Linked DNA regions of Hordeum vulgare: region 1 is linked to region 2. A link is a contact called in public Hi-C data. All regions are on one chromosome and are shown on one strand. Each heading gives the region's core, a stretch centred on a gene start, on an enhancer-like site or on the middle of the called end of the contact. The rest is flanking DNA. Distances are from core to core; before and after follow the strand shown.

The links. A called contact is a pair of places that touch in the nucleus more often than the background predicts.
Region 1: a Hi-C map of leaf shows a contact between it and region 2, with 2.9 times the contacts expected there. The contact joins the promoter of LOC123431437 here to the promoter of LOC123431427 in region 2. A contact is called at or near these places in 2 of 6 Hi-C or Micro-C datasets (leaf and seedling) and 1 of 1 datasets of contacts at active chromatin or transcription factors (embryo).

Annotation. Positions count from the first base shown.
Region 1 is chr1H:289,670,943-289,678,427 of MorexV3_pseudomolecules_assembly, reverse strand. It overlaps LOC123431437, which reads left to right and starts at 3,796. Exons shown (of 5, transcript XM_045115213.1): 1 at 3,796-4,985; 2 at 6,423-6,478; 3 at 6,610-7,135; 4 at 7,279-7,475. The coding sequence starts at 3,957. It overlaps LOC123431439 (basic transcription factor 3-like), which reads left to right. Exons shown (of 6, transcript XM_045115217.1): 4 at 10-66; 5 at 297-335; 6 at 523-914. The coding sequence ends at 728.
Region 2 is chr1H:288,906,717-288,913,352 of MorexV3_pseudomolecules_assembly, reverse strand. LOC123431427 reads right to left here and starts at 4,117. Exons shown (of 12, transcript XM_045115207.1): 1 at 3,701-4,117; 2 at 3,488-3,589; 3 at 2,494-2,574; 4 at 1,755-1,864; 5 at 1,530-1,665; 6 at 1,355-1,453. The coding sequence starts at 4,015.

The DNA of each region.
Region 1 (7,485 bases), core at 2,547-5,046, 770 kb before region 2:
TCCTTGCAGTGCAAGCTTCAATTGGCGCTAATACATGGGTGGTCAGTGGAACTCCACAGACAAAGAGTATGCTTCCTCCATTAACATGTCTTTGATATTGTTTGCCATCGGTCATTTATTTGGTTTTCTACTTCATTCATGTTCTTCTACCCACTTACAAAATTGGTAGCTATTTTGTATGCTGTACGCATGTCTGTTGTCCATTGGAATAGTTGAATGCTCTCTGTAAATTACTAGTTTCTTTTCTGATGCGTGTGTAACAGTATTCGTATTCTAATTTTTCCTAATCTCAACAGAACTGCAAGATCTGCTGCCATCAATTATCAATCAACTTGGTATGTCTCTCTACATTCAGTATTCATAAATACATATCCAGTTTAAAGTTCAAAGTTTACAGTGAAGTAATAATTCACAAATTGTTTTCGTCAACTGCTGGCTCCTCTGCCTTTACTATATACTCCCTCCGTCCCAAAATAAGTATCTCATCTCCCCTTACCTTTTTTAACTGTTCCTTGTGTTCAGGTCCTGACAACTTGGACAACCTCCGGAGGCTTGCAGAGCAATTCCAAAAGCAGGTCCCTGGTGGTGCCGCTGGCATCGAGGCTGGTGCCAGTGCAGGTGCTGCTCAGGCTGACGACGATGATGATGTCCCTGAGCTTGTCCCTGGAGAGACATTTGAAGAGGCCGCAGAAGAGAAAAAGGCAGAAGAGAAAAAGGCAGAGTCGTGATTTTGATGCATGTTTACTGTTGTGAAGGGTTATATGTTAAGCGGCGTCATTAGAGACCTCTCCCCTTTCGAGAACTCTGACCTACCTTATTTGTGCCAGTGGTCCGGTTTTGTCATGTACGTCAGTTTCGTATGAGATGTTGGTGGAATTTTGCATCAAATTACATGCCTCTTTTGGTTGCCCTCATTCTCAAATCGTCAAGTGTCTTTAAACGTTTCACTACCAACCCTATGTACTTCCATCATAACTGCCACGCTTTGCCCATGGATCTGTGATTTGATCGCTGGAGGTAATCTGAGCTTATCAACACTGTAAATCGGACTGATGCTGGCACCAACGATTGGACTATCTATTTGGTCCCATGAATGTGATACAGGAGCAACGTGTATTTGTGAAATTTTGTGTTTCTATCCGAAACATTGACATCTTGACCAAATGGGAACGTAAATAGAAGATATCCGAATTTGTTTCACAAATACAAATATGAGATGGAATTTGGACATAAATATGGATAGGAAAGCAGACATATGTGAATAAGTTCAATGAGCTAATTGAGGAATTCTAACCTGAACATTGCAATTATCCACAATAAAAGCCTAAAAAAATATCTAAAAATACTTTTTGTATGATAAAACTTAGGAGTTAGTATGCATTATACTCCCTCCGTTTCAAAATATAAGACCTTTTAGAGATTCCACTAGGAGGCTACATACAAAGCAAAATGAGTAAATTTATACTCTAAAATATGTCTATGTACATCCGTATGTAGTTCATAGTGTAATCTTTAAAAGGTTTTATATTTAAGAACGGAGGGGGGTAGTATTTAGTGTTTATTCGAAAATCCGTCTATTATTAACTTACTATACGTTGCATGTTGATTATTTTATATCATATAGTCATTGACTTATTTTCTTGAACTAATATGTCAATGTTATAAGTATTCAAAAAAAGAAACATGTTATAAGTATCCGTTTCAAATCCGAGTAAACATTCTGATATGTGTTGAAGTAACTTCTGATATGCATTCATATCCGGTAACATCCCCGTTGGCATATGAAAATCAAAGTGGTAAGAACAACATCACATCTGATCCGTTCCCATCCATATTATGTGGTAATTGATACTCACTCTGTTTTTAAATATAACTCTTTTTAAAGATACTAATACAGATTACATACGAATGTATATAGACATATTTTAGAGTATAAATTCACTCATTTTGTTTCACATATAATTCGTAATGAAATCTCTAAAAGACTTTTTTTTAAATGAAGGCAAAAGATTTGCCTTATCTGTGAAATAAGAGGGAAAAAGACTTATATTTAGTAAGGAAGGGAGTAATACACTACTACTGCATACAACTGTCAAACGATGTCTAAAATTGTGTGCACATCTTACATTGTTACCTTGTTTTTTAATTTTTGAGGATCATTACCTTGTTTTTATTGGTGTGTCATTCATTATCGTCCATGATGTTCAAGTGCTTGACCATGTCTTTGAAGATATGGTCCAAATACATGGAAATAGACCACACAAAAAGGAAAACACAGGGGCGGAAGATCACGATCGCAATCACCGTGAGTCAGCGATATTTTATCCTGCAAGTAGGGGTCATTCATCGTGAACCTGAAAACCCCAGATAAGAGACTGTGAATCAGCAGGGGCACAAGTCTATATATATCATCAGCATACAAACAAAATAAAGAGGTGGTTTCACCAATTGGCGTGTTGATGTCGAAGACACGTCCAAATAGAATTGAACCGTTCTTGCGCGCACGCATGCAATCGCATGCCCGTGACCGCGAGACGGGTCAGGACCCCGGAGCGTGCCATCTTTCTTCTGTCTTGCTATCAATGGAAATGGTCTTGAATTCGCTTCTAAGCTTCAACAACTCTTAGCTTTTACAGGCGTGGAGGGTTCGACGATGGAGCCTGCTTTCGACACCGGTCGGCGTCACCAGGCCCAGGAGGGGAGCAGAGCATGCTCGTGCCCGTTGACTTTGTATGTGTCAAGTGATCCAATTCCAAGCGAGAGTAGAGACGTTTTTTCTTTTCTTGCATTCAGCAAGTTTCCCGAAGGGATAATTCATTCATCAGACTACTTGGTCATACTCAGAGAGATACGCCTTGCATTTGTTGGTAGAAGCATATTCATCTTGAAAGAGTCAGCTTTGGGAAGCATTTAACATGGAACCAAATGGCAACGTAGCTGGACGTGGTCGCATTTGTTTATCCGCTCTTTAGTACGTGTAGGAAGGAAGGAAGGATCGGTGATTCAGATTGGTAGCGGCATGTCCATACTCTTCACACCCACTGCACGTATAATACTCGGACGACTAGTAGCTCTGACGACGGACGTTGCTCATGCCCCCTTCAGGTCGCGCGCTGCCTATGATGATGCATTTGGCCTCGTCCGGGCCTCCGATGAACCCGATACAGATGCAGATGCCGACTCGCGCCGTCGCGTGAAAACGACCGGCATCGTTTGGATTTGGACGATTTCGTCGATGCTTCGCCAAGTGGAAAATCCCGTCGCACGTCCGACTCCTTTCGCGGTACGCCGTTCGCCGGCCAGGCGGGTCCGTCCGGTGCAGATCGAGGCCGTCTGCCCTCTGGTGTGATCTCTGTCACGCGTTCAGTCGTCGTAGTACCAGACGGCCTAGAAGAACTGTGGCCTCAGGTCCACAGCCACAGACACAGCTCACTTGACCCGTCTGCCCCACACAAGGTCAACTCGAGTAGCATTGCGGTGGTAGTGCCATGTGACTTGTGAGATCTCGGTCGCGAGAAAACGGAAAAAACCCGGCCCGATCCCACCGTGCACGACGGCCCGACGGAGCCCTGCTCGTCCAAACTGACCTCGCCGATCAACACGACCCCGGAGAATGACACAAACCAACCCAAATCAGGCCACGACTCCTTCCTTCCCTTCGAAACCTTCCCGCGGTTCACGGCGCCCCCCGGGCCCACACGTCACACGCCGGCGGCGCCGTGCGCCGGGTCCATCGGCCGTGCGTCATGGACGGCCCAGCAGCTCGTTCTTAAACCCCCACCACCCCCCGTTCCTTCCTCCTCGTTCGCCTCGCCGCGCTCAGAAACGAAAGGAAATCCCAAATCCCGTTACAGGAGCAGCGGCGGAGGAAAAACAAAAGGAAAGAAAAATACCGTTGCCCTCCCGTTCCGTTCCGTCCCGTAAAACCCAGGGCCCGAGGGGAGAGGAGAGGAAGCATGGGAGAAGAGACCCTCGTGCAGGCCATGCCGCCCGCGCCCCACCGCCACCACCACGTCCACCCCACCGCCGCTCCCGATCCGGCCGCCGTCAAACGTCGATGCGACGATCCGCGGGCCGGGACCGACGCGGGCGAGGGCACGGACGTGTACTACGCGCGCAAGATGCTGCAGGGCGTGGTGCTCCGCCCGCCGTCGCACCTCCCGCAGCCAGAGGCGCCGCCCGGCCTGTCCCTGACCAGAGCGGCATCCACGCCGGCGCCGCACGGGCACGTGGAGCGGCCCAACTCCGCCGCGGCCGTGGTGGACGTGGCGTCCATCGGGCGCTTCTTCCGCGACCGGCGCGACGTGCTGTCCTCGGCCATCAACCGCCGCATCTCGTCGCTCAAGGAGACGTCGTCGGCCCCGGCGCCGGGGGACGCCTGCTACGGCGTGCAGGAGATCCACCTGCCCAACGTGAAGGTCACGGTGCGCCTCAAGGAGGCCATCGCCGCCGACGCGGAGGAGGACGACGGCTACGGCCACTCCTTGTCGGGCAGCCACATCAAGGGCCGGGTCAGCTTCTTCTCCCGCTCGGGTTGCCGCGACTGCGCCGCCGTGCGCGCCTTCTTCCGCCAGTCGGGCCTGCCCTACGTGGAGATCAACCTCGACGTGTTCCCGGAGCGCGAGGACGACCTCGCGTCCCGGGCCGGCGCCGCCGCGCGCGTGCCCCAGATCTTCCTCAACGAGAAGCTCCTGGGCGGGCTCGTCGTGCTCAACTCCCTGCGCAACAGCGGCGAGTTCGACCGGCGCGTGCGCGAGCTTGCCGGGAGGCGGTGCCCCGACGCGGCGCCGAGGGTGCCCGTGTACGGGTTCGACGCCGGCATGGAGGAGGAGAGGGAGGACGCCATGGTGGGCATCGTGAGGGTGCTCCGGCACCGGCTGCCCATCCAGGACCGGTTCGTGAGGGTGAAGCTCGTGAAGAACTGCTTCTCCGGCGCCGACATGGTCGACGGCATCGTCAACCACTTGGAGTGCAGCAGGAACAAGGTGATTTGCACTAGTAGATTATTACTGCCTGCTTCTGTTTCGTTTGACTTTTTATTGTGAATCTGCGATCGTTGTTTGTTTATCCTTGCATGAATGGTCTTGGGTGTGAATTCTAGTCTAGTTAATACCAGTACCCGAGTTGTTGTTTAGGGAAAAGTGGACAATTACTAGACGGTGAAAAGGGAGTTTAGCCGAAGCAAAGCTTGGGCATATACTAGAAGAAGATGAGCTTCCCAGTTTATATCAAACCGATGGTCGAGAGCACTGCATAGTCTTCATCGCCTCCACTTTACTACTCGCGAGAATCTGTTTCGGATACAGCTTTGTCAATATTGAGCACATTTACAATTCATGCCTAATTAATTCAGAAAAGCAGAAAGCTCGCTGTAGGTGAAGAGAGAATCGACCGCCATTCAGCGTCGCCAAATGCCGAACTTTAGAAATTGACTGAGATAAGATGCTGCGTAAATCAGCAGACAGCTCCAACTTTGATGGCGTCGATCCAAGGAGCACACAAGCTCGGGTCCAATCTGCCTGGCCATGAAAGTGGAACTCCTAGGATTACGTGGTGCCGTGCCGTGCCGTGCTCTCGTATCATTTCCCGCGCCGCAACCGGCAACGGAACCGTGCAAGCGGACGGTTCGGTCGATGGTTGGCAACGGGACCCACCCCACTCACCCAATCGAGGCCGGCTCGTTGCGCCGCCCGGGCGTGCGTACATATGCACTGCTTCCTTCCTTGATCGTTTCGGCCACTGCGTGTCTCTCTCGGCGATGGCAACGGTGCAAGTCACTTGCAGGTGGGCCCTTCTTTGACCACGCTGGTTCGGATTGAACTGGTCGTGCGTGCTCGCCGCTGGTGGTGTGATTTTGTGCCGACCACGTCGCTGAGCATCACACGACAGACACCCTTCCCTCGGTGCAATCTTCGTTTTTTTCTTGAGGCAAACTCGGTGCAATCTTCGTGAGCAGCGGTGCTTCTGCGTACTTCCCTGATTGGGCCTGCGTGCTGGAAGATGTGATCAGATTTTGGCCGGGTTGGAGAAAATTAGTGCCGGGCTCGTGATTGATTAGTGGGGTGGACGACCGAAAGAAATCCGGGCGTGACACACCCACTGCTACTCGTACGTTCTTGGTGCTTAAGCACCGACCCAACCCAGCTGCTTACGACACGATCCAGTGCATGCATGCATGCCCCCTAATTTGACTTGCAACACTGTTGCCGTCGCTGTCATTGTCCTTGGCCTCGGTCTACTTCGCGCCTTCTCTTAGAGTAAAATTTGTTTGGGATAACAACGGTTGGTCCTTCACGCCCAAGCGATCGATTCAACGGCCTTAGCTTGTCCCGTTGACGTATAATTCGAACGCTAATTTCTTCCCCGATCGATCAATTAAGTAAGACAATAATAAATAAACTCTTTTTATTGCTTGTATGTAGGCTGTGGAGATCGGCAAACAACTTGCGAGAAAGCACTTCATCCACCATGTCTTCAGGTTAGTGTGCAGTGCATCACTCTCAATTTCACCCGAGCACGCACCCAGGCTCCGTCTGTGCCTTGCGAATTTCCAGTGATCAATGAATGAATGAGTGACTGAATGGATATGCCTGCATTTGCCGCGTGCAGGGAGAACGACTTCGAGGACGGCAGCCAGAGCCTGTACCGCTTCCTGGAGCACGACCCGGCCGTCCCCAGGTACCACAACTTCAGGGGCTCCACCAACGACGGCGAGCCCAAGCCGGCCGCCGCCGTCGGCCAGAGGATGACCAAGATCATGGTCGCCATCCTCGAGGCCTACGCCTCCGACGACCACCGCCGCCTCGACTACGCCCGCGTCGCCGCCAGCGAGGAGTTCAGGAGGTACGCCAACCTGGCAAGGGACCTCCAGCGGGCCGACGTCTTCGCCCTGCCCGCCGGGGAGCGCCTCTCCTTCTTCCTTAACCTGCACAACGCCATGGCCATCCACGCCGTCATCAGGACCGGCCAGCCGGCGGGCGCCATCGACCGCCGCTCCTTCTTCACCGACTTCCAGTATGTCGTCGGCGGGTACCCATACTCCCTCACGACCATCAAGAACGGCATCCTCCGCTCCAACCGGAGGCAGCCCTACACCATTATCAAGCCGTTCGGCGCCTCCGATAAGAGGCTCGAGGTATGTAGATACATGCACACACCGTCCGAGCGTTGTCGTCTTGATCATGTCTGGAATACCGTAGAATGAGATCGCCGAATGCTCTCCGCTCGCGCTGCAATCTTTGTTTTGTTCTGGCCGTGAAAAACATGGTTTCGGTGCAGCTGGCGGAGACGAAGGTGAACCCGCTGGTGCACTTCGCGCTGTGCAACGCGACGCGGTCGAGCCCCACCGTGCGGTTCTACTCCACGCAGGGCGTCGAGCCGGAGCTCCGGCACGCGGCCAGGGAGTTCCTCCTCGACGGCGGCGTGGAGATCGACCTCGAGACCCGGACCGTCCACCTCACCAGGATCGTCAAATGGTACTGAGAG
Region 2 (6,636 bases), core at 2,868-5,367:
CACCTTCCCCACTCTCTCATCTCCGAAACCTATCTACGCCACATCTCCCTCTCTCGATCTGCCCAGCTTCTCCCCCTCGTTTCCCTCTATTGATCTACCCCGCCGCAGTGGAAGCAGATGGGTTGGTAGACTGAAGGGGAGTGGGGGCGGCAGGCGAGCGGCTGCTACGGTGGGCTACAGGCAGAAGAACAGGCGAAGCACCTGCTTCTTCTCCTGGAGGTACAAACCTCCCCTCCTCCCCCTTGTATATGTTCTAGCTTGTGCCTCCTGTTCATGTCCTTGAGAGGGAGGGAGGGAGGGAGGGAGGGAGGGAGGAGGGAGGGAGGGAGGAAGAGATCTATATGATGTTCATGCCTGGTTATACACTCAAGTTACTAAACAGTCCTTTCTTTTCAAGACATGTTGATTTAAGCTTACTAGAACTACTGTATACCATGATTTGAATTTTCAGATTTACTTAATGGACGCTAATATATATCTCTAATGGCAGCAGGCAGAACACATATCTCTAAGTCCGGAATGGCACACATCTGGTGAAGAAGATTCTACCATGGCCAAGACGACACGACTCAGCAGCAAACCTAAATAGCCAATGCTGAGATAATGCAATTCTTCGGTATTTTAGGCATAAAGGGCTGCCCACAGTAACTTTCCTTTGAGAATCCGTGGTGAAGTAATGATTTGTTAACAGGAAAGCAAGTACTCCCAAAACTTGTGTTCCGGCTTCTAGCGGATGTTGGTAACACTTTTAACCATACTTGTGGGGAAGTACAAATTATTCTGTAGCTCACATCTCACACCAATTGGCAATTGAATATTACAATTTACAATCAATTACAAGTGTTTTCAGTACTAGGTCTTTGTGCATGATGTTATGCTGAAGCTATATTTGAATTATATGATGTCTAATTGAAAAAAGCTGAGCCAAACTAGATTCTTCACATTCTACCTTTCCCACCAAACATAGGAACGGAAATCAATTCCACCTTTCTGCCCCTACCAAACACAGGAATGGAACTGACCCCGTTCCTCTGGAATGGAACCATGGGATTCCATTCCAGTTGGTTCCCAACCAAACACACCCGTAGAGTAGCTGTTTTCTGGACTTAAAGGGCAGTTCAAGACTGTAAAATGAACTTTATCTTAAATATATATTTCCAGCCAGTAAAATAGTGCTTTGATTGACAAACCATCTGAAGGAGTAAGAACTAACTAAAGGTGCAGCTTATACACATGCAAAAAAATCCAAAACATTTTTATCCCTTTGACAGGTATTTGAAATGGAAGTGGTAACACAAATATCTATATTCATAGATAAATACTAGTTTATACTCAATTTATTTGGTAATAAGACCTGAAATGCTTGATACAAATCTCCTTTTGCAAACTTCAAGCTGTCGATAGCGCCTTGTCTTGTCAACTCAACCGCATGTGCCAGGGCTTGAACATCAACCTAAGAGTTGATTATTAAAAGCTGGCATATGGAGCATAGTACAGTATAATTAATAGAAGTTACCAACAAGACTTGCCTCATCAAATGGTGGTGCTTCTACTGAACATTCCTGAGTAACTGCAGGTGGATCACGATCCTCAAATAATAGCCGCTCAGTCAGATCAGATATAGGTGATGAAATTCCTTGGCGCGAGCAAAATAATTTGTGAATGCTTTACAAAATGATGTAAGATTGTCAGACAATGAGGAAGTAGCCCAGCAACCTATGTTAGGCAAGATGAGGATGTAACATATGAAGTACCTTATTAAGTATCTTAAGGACATGGAGAGAATAGGATCATAAGCTTGTAAATGAGCTCTTAATATGGACGATAGCAACCCAGCAAGTTCAAATCTCCTCATTATAGACCACTGCCGAGCAAAGAATTTCAACAGGAAGAATTAGGCCATATATCAAAAAGTAGCAGCTTGCAGGGGTGTTTGGTTGGGCTTTTCCTTGGCTTTTGCACTTTGGCTTATAAGCCAAAGAAAACCTCCTATTTAGGGGTTTTCGGCTTTGACTTTTGGCTTCTGTCTCTAAATAGGCAAAAAGCCAAAGCCAAAAGCACCTAAATAGGTGCTTTTTTGGCTTATAAGCCAAAGTGCAAAAGCCAAGTAAAAGCCCAACCAAACACCCTGCAATAAAGCTGGAGATGTAAAATAGCACTCTCCCATCCAAAAATAGAGGTTCCACAAAGCAACAAACATAGCAATTAATAGCATGAGTAGGTCAATCTTAAAGCTGCTCTAGTTATACACACAAAACTGTCATGAAACAAAAGCAGTCGAAAGCTATCTGGACAAGTGAAATAATTCAGAATCCTTACTTTACATGGACAATTAAAGCTTCATTTCCTCTCTCAAGTCTAGTAATAGAGAAAAGGGACCTCTAAATCGCTACCTAAAGAACTAGATATGCTCAAAGATAAATGAAAAGAAAATCTAAGCTGCCTTATAATTATTCTTAAAAAGTGTATATGGACAGTTAGGATTGTGCATACCTCATTGGCGACCGGGGAAGATTGATCATCTTGGTCATATATTAAAACCAGCAGTATATGTTTGAATTCCTCGTAAGCTTCCTTTGGAACATACCGACACACCAATATTCATTATGCAAGATTCAAATGAAAACAATGAATATGCATGACAGAAAATAAAGGTGACTGTATACGAATATGTAGGAACTCGATGATAGTAAAGTAAAATATATATATCACAGGAAAGTTCACATTAAAGGTATGACATATCAGTTTAGCTAAAACACATGCATCCTCAATTGTGGGCAGTGGACATCGGACACAACAATAGTTAGGGCCGACAGGAGCAACAGCAAGCTGAGATGCAGCATCTGCAACACAGCAATTCAGAGACATTTGAAGTACTCTGTTAATAAATTAGCCTAGCACAGACACGCAAGCAATGACATCCTTCAGGTAGTGTCATTGTACATCAAGTCGTCCTCTGCACGATGGATTTCTACCCCTAATTCACAACAGCTCATTACTGGAATGATGCAAAGTTACCCTCTACCTTTTCAGTATTTGTGTTCAATATGTGAGTGTCTAATAGATCTGAAATTTGCCCTCCCAGGCTGGAGAAGGAAAAAACTGGAAATTAGGTTAATAAACACTGAAACCTTCTGAAATAGGAAGATGGCATAGTGCACAGGCCTCTAGTAATTCAATTCTATTTTCACGGTGCTTGTAGGAAAACAGAAGTACAGCTGTACGAAGGAATTTAGTGAAAGTGGTAAAAAACAGTTTGTTGCAGCATCTTGTTCCAATATATTTGCTCAAAGAAACCCTATAGGATACAAAATGCTGCAAACTTGCTACCAAAGTCCTACGTTCCAGACAAGGTTCGCGCAGAATTCATGTGATCCAACCGGACACATGCAGACTAGTATACCCAATAGGAAACCAACGCAAATGCAATAATCAATCAATTCAGGGGCTCTTAAGGTGAGAGAAAGAGGGTCGATGCAGCACTCACAGGGTAGGCGTCGAGAGCACAGGGTGCGAGAGCTGTGCGGAGACAGTCGAGCGCCGCCTCCCTGTCCGACTCCGTACCCTTCCTCACCAGCTCCACGAATCTCTGCACAACAACACAATTGACATCCTGCCTGCGTGTGGGAAAACATAAAACGAGAGAGAGAGAGAGAGAGAGAGAGAGAGAGAGAGAGAGAACAGACAAGAGTTTAGGTACCTGCTTGTGTAGGTGAAAGAGGAGGCGGTGGTCGAGTAGCGCGGCAGGGGCGTGAGCTCGGAGGAGCGCGAGGGCGGCGTCGACGTCACCAGCCTCGAGCGCGCGACGGGCCCGGCGGATGAGGATGCGCGAGCAGTAGGACGAGGAGGTCGAGGTGGATGGGGATGAGGAGGTGGCGGTGGTGGTGGAGGAGGATGGGGATGAGGGCGGCGATGGGGAGGCAGGAGGGGCGATGAGGCGATCGGATCTGACGAAGTCGAGCACGAGAGCGTCGAGCGAGTCCCAGTTCACCGGCGAAGGGGGCAGCGGGTCCATCGCCGGCGAGGAGACGGCGGTGGCGTGGGGCTAAGGGGGAACGGGTGGGATTGGGAAGTTGAGATGATGAAGTCGGTGGAAGGTAGCAAGGTCTGATGCCTACGTGTAACGAAAACGAACCGTGAGAAGTTTTCTTTTATTTTTCTTGTTCTTATTATCTTATTATTATTATAAAATGATGGGTGACAATCAAGGTGTCATAAAGACATGTACAATGGTGATATCCGTCCCATAATTCTTGAAACTTAATCAAAGTGATTGATCTATCATTGTCGATGGTTACAGGGAGTATATATAACTCCTGGAGAGACGCGACGACACAGAGGAGATGCGTCGGTTCCAGGGAGTCAGGAAAGAGACGTCCGTGCGGGAGGAAACCGCTCGAGCGGTTACATCAAGAGGAGATTTTCCCCTAATTTATGTAATTAGTTTTAACACTCCCCCTAATCTACGTTTGACCATGTGGAGTCATCTTCATGATTGTCCGGGAAGCTTTATCATCAAAAACTCTTCTTCAAAAGTTCTTCATAAAGACTTTGTTGAAAACCTGAAATATAAACTCACAAAGAGATAGCATAATGTGATGTTATTGAACAAGGATATCTCAAGAAGATACTCCCCCTGTTGCCTGCAAGTCTCTAAGTCGTCGCATACCAATTCCGTGAACATATTTCTGGAATGTTGAGTTTGGTAGAGACTTAGTAAACAAATCAGCAATGTTGTCACATGATTTGACTTGCAGAATGCTTATTTCCCCGCTTTTCTGAAGATTGTGGGGGAAAAACCATTTAGGAGAAATATGCTTAGTGATATTGCTCTTGATATATCCTGTCTGCATCTGTGCAACACATGCCGCATTATCCTCATAGATAATGGTGGGTGATTCAATAGAACCAATTCCACATGGTTGTTGTATGTGGTTTATCATTCTGCGAAGCCATACACATTCACATGACGCTTCAATTAATGAAATTATTTCAGAATGATTGGTAGATGTAGCCACTAGAGTCTGTTTGGAAGACTTCCATGATATAACTGTACCACCATGTAGGAACACAAAACCGGTCTGAGATCTGTCATTACGGGGATCAGACAAATAACCGGCATCTGCATACCCAATCATATCAGAGTCCAGATTTTGGTGGAACTGAAAAAATAGGCCAAGATCCTTTGTGCCTTGGAGATATCAAAAGATATTCTTTACTCCAGACCAATGTCGTTTGGTGGGAGATGCGATGTATCTAGCAAGTAGATTCACTGCAAATGCAATATCAGGTCTTGTGCAATTTGCAAGATACATAAGCGCTCCAACTACACTGAGATATGGAACTTCAGGTCCCAACACCTCTTCTCCATCATCCCTCGGTCTGAATGGGTCTTTCTCTACGTCTAGAGATCGAACCACCATAGGAGTTTTAGATGGATAGGATTTGTCCATATTGAATTTCTCCAATATTTTCTGGATATAGGTAGCTTGGTGTACCATGATTCCTGAGGGAAGGTGCTCAAGTTGAATACCTAAGCAAAATTTGGTTTTACCCAAATCCTTCATCTCAAATTCCATCTTTAGGTGATTGCGTGCGTCATCAATGTCTGGTGCACTGCCAATGATGTTGAGATCATCAACATACACAGAAATGATGCAAAATCCTGTAGAGGACTTCTTGATGAAGACACATGGGCAATCATCACTATTGGTGTAACCTTTCTGAAGAAGGAACTCACTTAGTCGGTTGTACCACATCCGTCCCGACTATTTTAAGCCATACAATGACTTATTCAGCTTTACACAGTACATGTTGCGTTTTGCACTGTTATTCGGGACGGAGATTTCGTCAGGAACCTTCATATATATGTCCGAATCTAGTGACCCGTAAAGATATGCGGTCACGACGTCCATCAACTGCATGGATAGACGATTTTGTACTGCCATAGATATAAGATATCGGAAAGTTGTTCCACTCATTACTGGAGAGTATGTTTCATTGAAATCAATGTCGGGTTTCTGCGTAAAACCTTGTGCTACGAGCCTTACTTTATATCTCACCACCTCATTGTTCTCATTCCGTTTCCGGAGGAAAACCCATTTGAATCCCACGGGGAAAACATTGGGGGGTGTAGGTATTGCTTCAGTGAATACCTTCCTTTTGTTAAGCGAGGCAATTTCTGCTTGGATTGCATCCTTCCATTTAGGCCAGTCGGAGCGCTTTTGGCAGTCGACGATAGACCTTGGATCATGATCAGTGATAAGGGTATCTGCAATCTTTTCAGCAAAATATATGTCGAGAGTCGTAGTCTTGCGGTCAAATGATTCTTCAGCATCAACATAGTTGATAGAAACTTCCTGCACCCCTAGAGACTCTTCGTGATTTTCCAATACGGTTGAGTCTGGGTGTTCCGATGTTCCAGCCAGTTTGTGCACACTGGAGCTGGGTTGTGGAGGTTGTCCTTCCACTGGGTGTGAACTACCCATCAGGTGTTTGTCAACGTTGAGTTGACCTGCATTTACTGACTCTGAGGACTTTCTCCTCGATTTCCTTTGCTGCTTGCTAGAAGCTAGCTCCAGGTCAGAGGTCATACTACTCCCCCTCTTTTTAGGAACAGGGAGTTGAGTGGTTTTT